Regions from separate parts of the Mus musculus genome. Here all the other regions are linked to region 2. A link is a contact called in public Hi-C, Micro-C and promoter capture Hi-C data. All regions are on one chromosome and are shown on one strand. The core of a region is the stretch at or near the end of the contact, and the rest is flanking DNA. Distances in the headings are between cores, read along the strand shown. Region 1 holds the start of Cpeb1 (cytoplasmic polyadenylation element binding protein 1). Region 2 holds the start of Homer2 (homer scaffolding protein 2). Region 3 overlaps Ap3b2 (adaptor-related protein complex 3, beta 2 subunit). Region 4 holds the start of Hdgfl3 (HDGF like 3).

Region 1 (2,923 bases), core at 400-2,899, 250 kb after region 2:
GAGGTAGACTTCCTTCAGACTGTAGTTCCTAACTGCCTTCGGATGCAAGGCACCCCTCCTTCTGCCTCATCTGTGATAGTATTGCAGTTATGGGCCTAAGCCACCATGGATGTCTTAGTCATAGATGCCATCGGTCTTTCCAGATATGCCTTGGGTCTTCAGAGCATCTCATACACCCTCACTTACAGTTCCCATGTTGTAGGCATCTAAGTGTGGCACCTCTCAGAATAGGAAGAGAAGAGAAGCAAGAAATACTAGGTTTGATTTATCAGGCCTATGCTGCCAAGATGGGGGTTGGGCTGCTCCTAAGGGGATGGGTTCTCCATACTGTAACCACCCTTTCTGCTTAGGACTTCAGTAACCCTTGGGAACGACCACAGAATGGAGACTAGCCAGCTGTCATTCAGCTCCCTCTGCACTTTAACTCCAGCATCTGTCCTCTTCCCCACCTTCTCCAAACACACTAGGCTAGGACCGTAGGCTTCCTTTCTTAATACCCTGGGCAGAAGCTTATACGTTCCTGCCTCACAAACCTGCCAGCAAGTTGGTAACAGCTTCTTCACCTGTCAGGAGGAACCTTGAGTATAATACGCGCTGAATAAAAAGTATAACATATAAAACACTTAGAAATGTTCAATAAGCTCTGTTCTCTTTCTTAACCAACCTAGTGGCTTATTTCCCACCTCCAACTCTCCAGCAACACCTTAAAAGAGACCTGGCAACTTCCAAGCTTGTTCACCTTTCCTCTAGTTTCCAGCTAGCTGCAGAATAAAAGCCCTTCAGAAACTGGGCTCGGGCTTCCCTCCTGTGGCACCAACACGCATTAGCTGGTCTTAGTCAGATTGAGCCTCTCAGTGCATTCCTCCCTCTCCGCCTTCCCTGGTCTGCAGCCCGGAATGCCATCTCCGCCTCTGCGCTCGCTTGGGCTTCCGGTCTGGTCCAGCCCTAGCTGGCCCATGACGCCTCTCGGAACAACAGCTTCGCTCACCCTGATCTCTTGCCCCGAATTTTGTCAGTAAAGCGTCCTGTCATTCTGGAGGGAGCGTCGGGAGCGGTTTCCCTGGGGAACTGCAATCCGAAGAGGATCACTGCTGTTTTCGGAACTTTCCCGAATCCCCTGACGCCTGCGCTCCGGGTTCCAGCTCGCTCCAGATGCAGTGGCAGTCGGTCTGAAGTGAGGGCGTGTCTGCTGCAGGTGGGGATGGGTGGAGGGGCTGGGTTCGGTGCCACCGGGGCTTCCACCCGAGAGGTCACTAGCAAAGGAGAGGCGTGGTTATACGTTTTTTTGGGGGGGGGGCGCACGTCACCGGCGCAGCGGGGCATCCCAGGGTCTTGTAAATCTGTAGGGAAACTGAGGCCCGCGGGAGAGTGAAATGGTCAGGGTCACCGGGCGAGGGACTTGCTCAGGCCTGAGCCCCCTCGGGCTCCGGGGAGGCAGTGGTGGTCTGTCTTGGCTCGAGCCTCAGAACTAACCCCCACCCCCCGTTCGGACCCCCAGGCCCAGGGTGGGCGGCGGAGCGCGGGTCTGGACGGCAGGAAGGAGCGCAGGGGGCGGGGGCGGGGACGAGGCCGGGCGGGGCCGACACAGGTGCTCCTCGTCAGGCCAGCGCCGCGGAGCTTTATAAGCCGCCGGGGTGCGGAGTCGTGCGCTGCTCGCTGCAAAAATAGTGCCCACGTGTGTGCGCGTCCCGCGCCGCACAGACCCGCCGGCCCGCGCGCCCGCCCGCCCGCCAGTCCCTTAGGGCCACGCCGGACCCCATGGCTTTCTCTCTGGTAAGAGCCGCCGGGGCGGGGCGGGGCCGGGCCGGGCGGGGCTGCTGTCCCCGCCGGCCGCCTCGGCTAACGGTCCGCGCGCAGTCTCGCCACTTCACAGGGCCCCCTCACCGCCGCCCGGGTTAGCGTCCCGGGCGGGGCGCCGGTCACATGCCCGCGGTCGTGGGCCTCGTGGAGCGGTGTGGGGCGCGCGGGGAGGGGCAGGGAGCTTCCTCGTGACTCAGGCCTTTGGGCTTAAAGGCGCCGCGGCCCTTCGGGGGCGACCGCCGGGGCCTCGGAGCTGCACTTGCACAACTCTCGGTGGCCTCGAACATACGTCCAGACAGGAGCCGGCCGCGCGGACGGGCGCCCGGACGCCAACACTTCCTTTTTCCGCAGCCGTCGCACGGGAGAGCTCGAGCGGCCGGCCGGCTGGCCGGCGGTGCCCGCGGCTCCCGTCTCTCTCTTTCCTTCTCTCTCTCTCCCCGAGAGTCGCCTTGGCGTCCCGCAGGAGGCAGGGGCTGGCGGCTCGCTGCGGGCGGCGCAGCAGCGAGCCGCGGAGACCCCCTCAGGCTGGGGCGGCGCAGGGGGAGACGCGCCACGACGGCGCTGACATGGCTCCTTTAAAGCCGAGGTCTCGGGCCCCTCGTGCGGGCCGCGCTCTTTCCAAGCCCGGGGAAGTCACGTGGCTTCACACGTTCGATTGCTCCCGGAGCCCTAGCCCCGAGGGTGGACCGGGCCAGGTGAGGTCGCACGTGCGTGTGACCGGGCTTCGAGGGCTGTCCCCGGGAGCCTCGCGGGGCTGGGGGGCGCGGGCCCGGAGGGGAGGAGGAGTTGAGCAGCCCGCGAGGGGGCGCAGGCGGGAAGCCAGCTAGTCCTCGGCGGCGTCCGCTTGCCTCACTCGGGCGGCCTGGCGGGACGCACTCATGTGGCCTCGAGGGTGTCGCTCAGCGTTTCTCAGCCAGCAAGGCCAGGTGTCCAAATTCGGGGGTGTCGGGTTGCAGATGGGCTCGCGTGGCCTCCAGCCCTGACCTCTGGTTTGGGGGAGCGGAGGCTGGACGCTGGGCGGGTAGGGCTGACAAGGCTGCTTCACTGGGGGCCTAGACGCAACGGGGTGTGTGTGGGGGGAGGCCCATGCCTAGGCAGGGGGACCCATGTCAGCAAAGAGCGT
Region 2 (2,869 bases), core at 364-2,863:
TTTCCATACCCCTAACACACATTTGCTGGCTCCTGCTTTTGATCCTCCTACTTCTGGCTTCTTTCTGGGACTTTACCAGTGACCCCTTCCCTTCAGCACCTTGGCACAGCCCTGGTCTTTGGAATTCAGCTTGTGTTAGAAGAACTTCCTCTGGGGCTGACTGTTCATTAGTCTTGGCTCTAAACAGAGTCACCTGTGTGCACAGATCCTGACCAATTTTGTATAGATAGGGCTTGGTCTGTTTACTTATTCATTCAACAAATATTGGTGGAAGACTTTGAATTCCCATTGTAGGTAGTAGAGGTTACAATTATGGGCAAAAAGCCACATCTTTCTAAGAGTTTGCAGGTGTGTCTGGAATATTAAACCAATAATTTTACACGAGATACTACTAACAGTAAGTGCAAGGAAGAAAAATGGACCGGAACAATGCCATCCACGGCCTTCGGTTAAGCCCCTAAGGGACGCGACAGTGTAACAGTGATCTGAAGCACATGTAGGAATGAAGGGGAAAAAAATCTTCCCAGACAGAAAGAAGAGCACGTGGGTAGGCTGAGAGAATGGCCAGCTGGCTGGAGTGCGGCGAGCAAGGGCAAAGTGAGAGGGCTGGAGGTGGTAGTGGACTGGCCAGGCTCATCCCAAGGACAGTGGGAGGGGAGCCTCAGATCAACTTGTATTTCAGAAATTACTGACCACCGTTTAGAAATGGGGTGGGTGCTCTTGTGAGGTGAAGGAGCTAGGTAGCTAGTCACAGTGGCCTGAAGGGAAATGAGGGCAGGGGCACGGTGGTGGCCCTATTCCAGTTGCTTGTCCTTGCCTTCTCCTCCCAGTCCCTGTCTGTCCAGAGATGCCAGGCTTGTGTGGGCAATGTGTGCTCAGCCGAAGACAATCCCGTGGAAGGCCCAGTGTGGGGTGATGGTTAGGTTGGCTCCAGTGCTGGCCTTTGGTAGGGAATCATAGCCAAGCTTAAGGAAGCCTCTCAAATTTTGCCAACTCGCTATGCTGAGGGTGTGCGTTTCTGTCTTTACCCAGGGAAGAGTTCAGGGAACCTGCTTTGGGCTACAGAATCCTCCTTGCCATCTTACCCTCCAGGATTTTAAGGCCACTCAGCCAGACAGGTGGGCAGGAAGACGAAGGTGGGCATTAAATGGGGTGGGGAGCAAATCGTGGTCCTGCCCATCTCAGACTCTGGAGACGTGAGATCTAATCTGAGACTGTGACCTTGGTCACATCATTTCTCCTCCCTGGGGGGCTTCGGTTCCCTCATCTGCAAACTAAAGGTGGCCAAAAAGTCCCTGCCAGCTGCGACTTCAAGTCCAGCAGGTGGGACATCCCGTCCGAGGCGCGGCGCCAAGCTTGGCAGGGCGCGCGGGTGCGGGGTCGACACAGGAGAGGAGGGGGCTGCTGGAAGAAGCGGCGACTGCGCGGCAGCGCGGGGGACGCTGCACACGCTGCCGCGCCCCCAGCTCCAGGCGGGCGGCGGCGGCCCGGGGGCCACGAGGTTACGTAAGGAGCGGGCGGGAGGGACCGGCGGCTCCGCCCGAGCGCGGCCGCCCAGCCCCCGGCCGCCCAGCCCCCGCCCTCCCGCCCGCCCGCGCCTGGCGGCGGCCCCGACACCGGCAGAGCAGCCGCGCAGCCGGCGGAATGGAACGGCGCCGGGGCTGAGCCGGGCGCACTCGGGCCGCCGCATGTGCCGCGCGGGGAGCAGCTGCCGAGCGGGCGGAGAGCGAACGCCAGGGGCCCCGTCGGAGCGGCCGCACGAGCAGCGCCGGAGATGGGGTGAGTGAGCTCGCGGAGCGCCCGCGAGGGGCTACGGGCCGCCGGTCGCGTGCTGCGGCGGGAGCTCGGGGCGCCCCCGGCCTGGGCGCGGACTTTGCGCCTGGAGCCCACGGCCCTTCCCGTCTCAGCCAGCCGGGCGCGGAGACACCTGGCGGGGACCCGCACCCGGGCTGGTCTCGGCGCCTCGGCCATTCCGCGGTCTCCTTGCCCCTAGCGCGAGCAACTCCAGGGCCTGGGTTTGTGAGTGTGAAAAGCAGTTTGCCTTTCTTCACGGCTGCATTTACAGCCAGCGACATAGAAATCGAAGTTTTCCTGGAAAGGAAACACACCCAATAATAACCCTTCAGCGTAGGAATAGTGGACTTGTAGGCAGCGTTGAGATGCGACAATCTGTTAGGCACCTAGGTGAGGCTCCAGATGCTTGGGAGGGAAGTTGGAGCACTCAGTTGAAGTGACTAATGCTCCTGAGTATATAAAGTAATTTTAAAAGCAGGATTGATTTCTCTTCGGCGTCTCTCCGAGCAGTAGGCGCTGTGAGTCAGGAGCCACTGTGCTAATAACACAGTAACTCTTTACATCTGCTCGCCGATGTGAGCGCACACTCATGGTGTTTCAGTCTCTATGCGAGATATGGTTTGTGTGCTTGCTCTCCACAAGAGGAAACTGAGGCCGGTTTAGTTGGGAGACTTCTCCCAGCTTGAACAGCTGATACATTTGTAAAAGGGGAATACTTAGTGTGTGGTTGCTCACCGGCAGAAGCTAGGCCACTGCCTGACTGGCCATGAGGATGGTTAAGGACATCAGAGGTCTGTCTTCTGCTGCTGAGCCCAGTGTTCTTCAAACAGCCTTTCATGGGGCCCAGAGGCCTCTGCTGTGTAGGTGGTCTAGAGAACTAGCTTCCCTTTGGGGATGGGTGCCATGGGAAGAGTCATGATCGCCCTGGTGGCCCCACCAGCCCCTATGGGGCAGTGGCTTTACTGTGCTTAGCTCCAGACAAGCCTCAGGAGTGGCTTTCTCCGTGGAGCTGGTAGAGTTTTGGAGGGAGCAGAGGCAAGCAAGGTAGAGCTCCGGGTAGGAGAGCAGATGGCTG
Region 3 (3,226 bases), core at 369-2,868, 230 kb after region 2:
CTTTTTTTCAAGACAGGGTTTCTCTGAGTAGTCTTGGCTGTACTGGAACTCATTCTGTAGACCAGGCTGGCCTCAAACTCAGAGATCCACCTGCTTCTGCCTCCCAAGTGCTGGGGTTAAAGGCGTGTGCCACCACACCCTGCTCCATTTGTATCCTAACCACTCATTACATTATATTGAAGCTTCTGTACTATAATTTTTAAAATTTGGTTTGTCTCTTGTCTATCTCCCTTGCTTTTCATATGTATATACTTATTCTTTTTTAAAATTATATTTCTTTACTTTGGTGTGTGCAAGCGTGTGTGGTGGTCAGGGCTCCTTCCATCCTGTGGACCCCAGGAATCAAGTTCAGGAGAATCAGATTTAGTGACCGAGAGCTTTAGCCCCTGAGTCATCCCGCTGGCCCCCGTGTTTTCTCTTTGCTGATTGGTTATGCATTCCTAAACAATGAAGCATTGTTTTGTAAATGGTCTGAGTTTTCAGGCGCATTGTGTATTCACGGTTCTCCTTTCATCAGCTAACCTGAAGCCTTGTTTCTGTTTTTTTCTTTTTATCTACTTTTCTTTAAGCCCTGTGGTTGACAAACAGATAATCTGGACTTCTGTCATTCCGTCTCTGTGGGTGGCCCCCTGGGATCTCCCGTGAAACACAGTGTTATTTAATTAGTTTTCTGGCATCACTAATCCAGATCCTTGGCAGTGCTGGAGCTTGAACCAGGCCCTCACACTTGCTTCTGGGCTCCTTCCTCAGCCCCCCTCACACGCAGACCACACCCCCCCACGCCCTCTTCAGTCGTCGCCGTCCCCCCCCCCCCCGCCCCCCTCCGGTATTTCTTTTGGTGTTTTTAAACAGGGCTGGCCAGGAACTTGCCATGTTGTACAATGCCGTAACTCACAATTCTCCTTCAGTCTTCCTAGTACTGAGGCTAAAGATGTACACAGTCATATCTGGCTCATCCTCGGCCCTTTTTATTTATTTTTTATTTGGGGGCACAGCTTTACTAAGTTGCGCAGGGTGGCTTCAAACATTCAGCCATGCCTCTGCTTCTCTAGGAAAAGGGACTGCACGCCCCACATCAAGTCCACGGCTTTGAATGTCAGTTTTGTCCCTTACTTTGTGTCTCCGACCAAAACAGTGGCCGTTATTTGGAGCACGGCATCGGCTTGCAGTGTGTGGCATATAGTGTCTCCAGGTCATCAGTTTTGTTGATAAATTAAGTTGTGGTCTCATAGAACTCTATAGTCAGCCAGTATCTTTTTTCTATCTTACTTTGGAAGATCCTAAATAGCAAGGAGAAAAAAAAATTTAATAATACCTTTCATGTGTAAAGGGCTATGAGAATACACAGATAAAATATGCAGTATGGAATTTTCTGTAAGTGTGTGTTTTTCCTCCCAGCCCCAAGCTCCTGAAAATAATGACTCTGAGACTCAAATATATTTACAAATACCTAGGCCATATAGTTAGACTTATTCCCTGACTGGTTTATAATTTAATAATCCCATTATTCTAAGTTCTGCCATGTGCCTGTTTACCTGACTATCTTCCTCTATATCTGGGGCCCAGTCATCCTGAGCCTGGCTCTAGCCCAGAATCCTTACTGCCTATTGGATGTTCCACCTTCTATTTCCTGCCTCAGCTACAGGCCAATCAACTTGGATTGACAGGTGTTGCATCCATACAGAACACAAGAGACTTTCTCTACAAAAAGAAAGATCTACACTCTGCTCCTAAAATGCTAACGTGATGATGTGAAATCGAAGGCCTATATATCAAGAGGGGCAATGCAGGAAGTGTTAGGAAAGACTCCCAGAACGCCTTGCTGGAATCAAGAGCCACAGTGATAACATCTGCCAGCCTAATTACCTCTCCCCAAGTGAAAGCAGATGTTTTTGTCCCTGTGATCATTCCAAAATTTAAAAAAAAAAAAAATGGTAAAACAAAGCAGGCCAAGTTTTAGTGGTTGATGTCATACATTTGTTGAAGAAAATACAGGCTCCTGCTTTTCAAATAAGTGCTGTTAAACCATTAAAAACCAATTTCAGAATTTTGCCAGCGATTACCATCGTTCACCCTTGACTTTGTGGGTCTCTTTGTTCAGTTGAGAAATCAGGGTCACAGCTGCCTTCCTGTGTAGTGCTCCAGCTCACTTGTCTACCATTCTGCAGGATTAGGAGCTGGTTACAAGAAATGGTTCTCAACCTTCCAAATCCGTGACCTCCTGTGTTGACCCCCAAACATAAAACTGTTTTCGTGGTTACTTCATAACTGTAATTTTGCCACTGTTCCAAATCATAATGTAAATACCTGACATGCAGGAGATCTGATATGTGACACCCTCCCCCCCCCCCCCGGAAGCGGTTGAGACTCATTGGTCTATAACTACGGTAGGAAGATAGTGCTAAGCTCTGAGATCTGAGCAAGTGGATACATGCTGTTATCAGGCATGTATGGGATGCCGTCTGAACAGGAGAAGCCCACACGATGTGGGTTTTAAATATCAGAGAAGGGCAACTTTTGATAGGCTACTGGGGGAGGGGTGTGGAACGGTCAACTCTGGAAGAGAGCAGCCTGCATTTCTGGCAGGCTCTGGAGGTATATGGCAGCATCTGGAGGTATATGGCAGCATCTGGAGACAGATGCTGGCTCCTGAGAAAGTCTTTGAGAAGCTATGGAAGTTCTGCAGTTTTCTAACTTTCTGAAACAAAGCCGCTTCTTGACACACTGGTTTTGGCACCACGTTTTGGCAGCCAGAGCCAAGAGGTGGTGGCCCCAAGTGTTCAACAACACTGTCCCTGCTGAGACACAACACACACATCTACTCACCCCAGATAGGGAGCCCATGACAGACCAGACCAAAGTGTGGCTACCATCCAAGTCTAACCTGGAGAACCAATAAGTTTTATTGGGGTTACCTACAGGAGCAGAAATGACTCAAAGACAGCCACATCACCAAGGCCACCCCAGCCAGCATGGGTGACAGCTCACAAAAGCTGGGATCTTGGAGCCCACAGCACAGCCTGCAGGCAGCTCAGCAGGTTGCAGAGTGTGCTTTGCAGGTGACTCTGGTTTAAAGCTCTTGCAGGCAGCTGCTTCCCCCAGGCAGCTGGTCTGGTCTCAGACTCTGTGCAGCTTAGCTTGGCTGAGAGTTGACTTTGCAGCTTAGTTGGCTCCTCTGCTTCTTGGCAGCTCAGCCTCTTTTAGTCTGAGAGGACTCTGAGCTTGT
Region 4 (3,204 bases), core at 693-3,192, 230 kb before region 2:
TATGTTGAACTACACTGGTGACCTGTCTCCAAGTGTCTTCTGGTGACCTGTCTGTCGCTTCTCTCATTCTACAGACCTCGGGCTCTGCCAGAGCTTCAATAGCCACTCGTATACTGACATCATTCAAATTTCTACATTAACCAACAGCCCACTAAATATGACCTACAGAAATCTCAACACATCAAAAACTCACTCAGGGCCAGGCCCTATCTTGCAAACCTGCCTGTTCTTCACAGACTGCCTGGCCTTTCCAGATGCTAAAGATCCCGTTACTTAATCTGGAAACAAAGGAACCATATTTTAGTCACCATTCTTCCTACTACTTGCCACTTGTGAGTTAGCAAGATGGCTGAGACCACGTCTTCTCTCTCTTAGTGAAAACCCCGCTCCAGCCCCGCACCCTCAGATCAACCTCTCTTCTGGCCACCTGAGTACTCTTTAACACAATTATGATCACTTCCAGCTTAACTTCCTTGCATGGCTTCCACACTGATTCTCTCCCCTACTCATGACCGCCCAGAGCCCACAGGCAGCCTCGGCCATTCCAGCTTTGGACAGTTAGGGCTCTGGTGGCCTGTCAAGAGATGCGGCTTTGACATGGCACCTAGGATGTGTGTGATATGACTTGTAGACGTGACAAGCTCGTTCTCGGGCTATCACAGCCGGGGGAAAAAACCTAGACTAATTTTGCAGCGCAAGAGAGGACAAGGTGAGCCTATAGGGAAGGTGAGGGGTGGGTGCTGGAGAATTAAGAGATGCAAAAAAAGAAACAGCCAAGTACTGTGAACAAAGTAAACGCTCCTCGGAATGTCTCCAGACTCTACAGCCGGCCACTGGAAACCCATCACGGAGAGGCTGCGGTAAGCACAGCTCTCAAGCACAAGTGAGTGGGGCAGATGCTTGGAAAACCCACTTTCTACAGAGGGGAGAAATGGCAAAGAGGGCAATTCACAAAGGAGAGCTGTCTTCCCAACTAGGTGCAGCACCAGAGGACCTTTTAAAGAAGGCAAGATCACAGGGATCTTCCACAGGGCGCATTCATCCATTCATCGAGCAGATGCAGAAAAGAGTGAATTATTTTATTTACCTCTCACAAAGGAGAATGCTATAAAGATTCTCACTCCCAAAATGTCTTTTTGAAAGCAGTCAGCTGAAATCCAAATAAAACAATGGTGAATGCACACGTTTGTCGTAGACTTACTAACCTGTATAAAGAAATCTCTAGAAGCTGCTCTCCAGTATGTTACCAGAATTGAAAACAACTGATTTGACTTGTCAGGGTAAGTCCTTTGCCCCAAAATTATTGGCCCATGAAGGCCCCACACAGAGAAGCATAACTTAGGCTATGGGCACTGAACCATATAGATCCATGTTCAAAGCCCGACTGTGCCATCCTGTCGGTGAGGACTGGCCTTGACTCCAGTGAAGTCGCTTGCCCTAGGTGGGTCACACTGCATCATTAAGGCAGACCTGGGGCAAGAACCTTGCCCTTGTTCTTTCCAGGTACCTACTGACCAGGCAGCGAGTCCCCTGCGCAGCTATCCCCCATGCCTGGGAAGCCTTTGTCCCCCCTCTCCCCCAACTCACCAGAGAGCACCCGAGGAAGTGGCCCACGGGTAGGGGGCAGTCAGAAAGGGGGTGCAGTCCGCAGGGGGTGGGCGCGAGCAGGAGGGGAAAGAGGGGCGGCCGGGTGGTGATTGGCTGGGCTTCACCAGGCAGCTCCCGGCCAAGAACAAAAGAGAGCAGGCGGCGGGCGTCTTTGGAGTAGGCGCTCCCACCCGCGGGGCACCGGCTTCGCTGCTGCGGGAGGACGCGCCCACCAGCAGCCCGCGGAGCAAGCCAGGCGGCGCGCGCGGTTTCTCCGAGAAAGCCGGCCGTGCACCTAGGAATTAACCGGCCGGCGCGCGAGGGGAGGGAAGCGGGGCGGGCGAGGGGTGGAGGGGGGGAATGCTGAGCGCGCGCGAGAACAATAATAAGATCGTGTTTGCGGTCGCTGCCCGAGGAGGAATTCGGAGGAGGCGCGAGGCCCGGAGCTCGCACGGAACCCAGAAGCTCGGCGGGGAGGCGGCGGCTGCATGAGGCTGGCGACGCGGCTCCTGTGAGCAGCGCGCGGCGGTAGCGGCGGCGTCGGGACTCGGCGCGGCCGGACGCGGGCTCCCATCCCCCGCAGCCGGGCGGGGATCTGCGGGGCCTGCGGTGCCCCCCGCCCACCGCTCGCCTCGGCCACTGCCTCGCCGCTCTCCCTCGTCGGAGCGGCCGCTCGAGCGTTCGGCTCGAGGCCCCGCGGGGAGCGCGGCGCGGTTCCGTCGTCCCGCGGAGGGGCGGCCTCCCAGCATCTTCGCGGCGGCCAAGGACCGGCGAGCAGGAGAACGACCGGGATGGCGCGTCCGCGGCCCCGCGAGTACAAAGCGGGAGACCTGGTCTTCGCCAAGATGAAGGGCTACCCGCACTGGCCCGCCCGGGTGAGTACGGCGGCCGCGCGCGCGGGCCCGCCCGCCCACCATTTTCCCTTCATGATGGCGCGCCCGCCCCCTTTCCCCATCACCTCGGCTCGAGCCCGCCTCGCGCCTGGCCGCCGCCTGGGCTGAACCGCGAGCTGTGCTGCGCACCGGGCTCCGGGCCGAGGCGAAGGTTCCGGGCTGCGCCCTCGCCGGCTCGGCGGCCATCCTGACGCCCACGTTCGAAGGCGGGTTCGACCGGACAGGCCCGACGTCGCCTTCCTCATGGAAGCCGGCGGGGACCGGGAAGCGGGTCCGGGGTGGAGGCGCCGGCTGGCTCCCAGCATGGTCCTGAGTAGACGCCCTGATCCGGGCGAACGTCGAGGCAGGTAGGAGAGCGAAAGGCTGTCCCCCAGCCGGCGAGAGCCGGTGACGGTCAGTCCTGGGAAAGGGGATGGTCGTGCAGAGGCCAGCGGCAGTCTCATGGTAGCAATCTTCGATCTCAGAGCATCCTTCATCTTCCAGACTTGTTGAGTGTTTCCTGGGCGCGATCCCCTGTGCCTCACCTGCCCTCTCATTGTCCATTGCCTCCCTGGTGCCCTGGTTCTTAGAAACTGACACCAAATAGCCTGTCACTGGCTGGTGAATTCAAGGAGCTTCCTTGTGCCTTTTCACCTCCATATTTGTTTTAGGTCGGTTCCCGAACCTTATTCTTGGCCTCGAACCAAACCCACGACAGCTCTCTTCTTCCTAAACAGCAAGACTG

Evidence for each region. Promoter capture Hi-C pulls out the DNA fragments that hold promoters and counts their contacts. Hi-C and Micro-C count contacts between places; a contact is called where the count stands out from the background.
Region 1: a Micro-C map of embryonic stem cells shows a contact between it and region 2, with 1.4 times the contacts expected there. The contact joins the promoter of Cpeb1 here to the promoter of Homer2 in region 2. A contact is called at or near these places in 9 of 39 promoter capture datasets (the 3T3-L1 cell line, the HPC-7 cell line, embryonic stem cells and 4 more), 3 of 484 Hi-C or Micro-C datasets (cortical neurons and embryonic stem cells), 2 of 115 datasets of contacts at active chromatin or transcription factors (astrocytes and embryonic stem cells) and 2 of 9 other capture datasets (embryonic stem cells and liver).
Region 3: a contact with region 2 is called in a Hi-C map of muscle stem cells, with 2.5 times the contacts expected there. The contact joins the enhancer-like site here to the promoter of Homer2 in region 2. A contact is called at or near these places in 4 of 39 promoter capture datasets (the 3T3-L1 cell line, the C10 cell line, the HPC-7 cell line and 1 more), 2 of 484 Hi-C or Micro-C datasets (embryonic stem cells and muscle stem cells), 1 of 115 datasets of contacts at active chromatin or transcription factors (embryonic hindbrain) and 1 of 9 other capture datasets (liver).
Region 4: a contact with region 2 is called in a promoter capture Hi-C map of embryonic stem cells, with 20 read pairs. The contact joins the promoter of Hdgfl3 here to the promoter of Homer2 in region 2. A contact is called at or near these places in 1 of 39 promoter capture datasets (embryonic stem cells), 3 of 484 Hi-C or Micro-C datasets (embryonic stem cells and forebrain) and 2 of 9 other capture datasets (adipose tissue and liver).

Annotation. Positions count from the first base shown.
Region 1 is chr7:81,453,484-81,456,406 of GRCm38.p6, reverse strand. Cpeb1 (cytoplasmic polyadenylation element binding protein 1) reads left to right here and starts at 1,649. Exons shown (of 12, transcript NM_007755.5): 1 at 1,649-1,773. The coding sequence starts at 1,759.
Region 2 is chr7:81,705,669-81,708,537 of GRCm38.p6, reverse strand. Homer2 (homer scaffolding protein 2) reads left to right here and starts at 1,613. Exons shown (of 9, transcript NM_001164086.1): 1 at 1,613-1,779. The coding sequence starts at 1,775. Gm32579 (a long non-coding RNA gene) reads left to right here. Exons shown (of 2, transcript XR_391652.2): 2 at 1-386.
Region 3 is chr7:81,478,338-81,481,563 of GRCm38.p6, reverse strand. All of the region lies in intron 4 of Ap3b2 (adaptor-related protein complex 3, beta 2 subunit), which reads left to right. Among named protein-coding and RNA genes, the nearest start is that of Ap3b2, 14 kb to the left of the region's middle. Within about 2 kb of position 1,618, at least 16 of the 459 cell types and tissues checked have an H3K27ac peak or open chromatin away from gene starts, as enhancers often do. A contact at or near this core is called in embryonic stem cells and muscle stem cells, where this site is marked.
Region 4 is chr7:81,933,197-81,936,400 of GRCm38.p6, reverse strand. It overlaps Hdgfl3 (HDGF like 3), which reads left to right and starts at 1,942. Exons shown (of 6, transcript NM_013886.4): 1 at 1,942-2,462. The coding sequence starts at 2,379.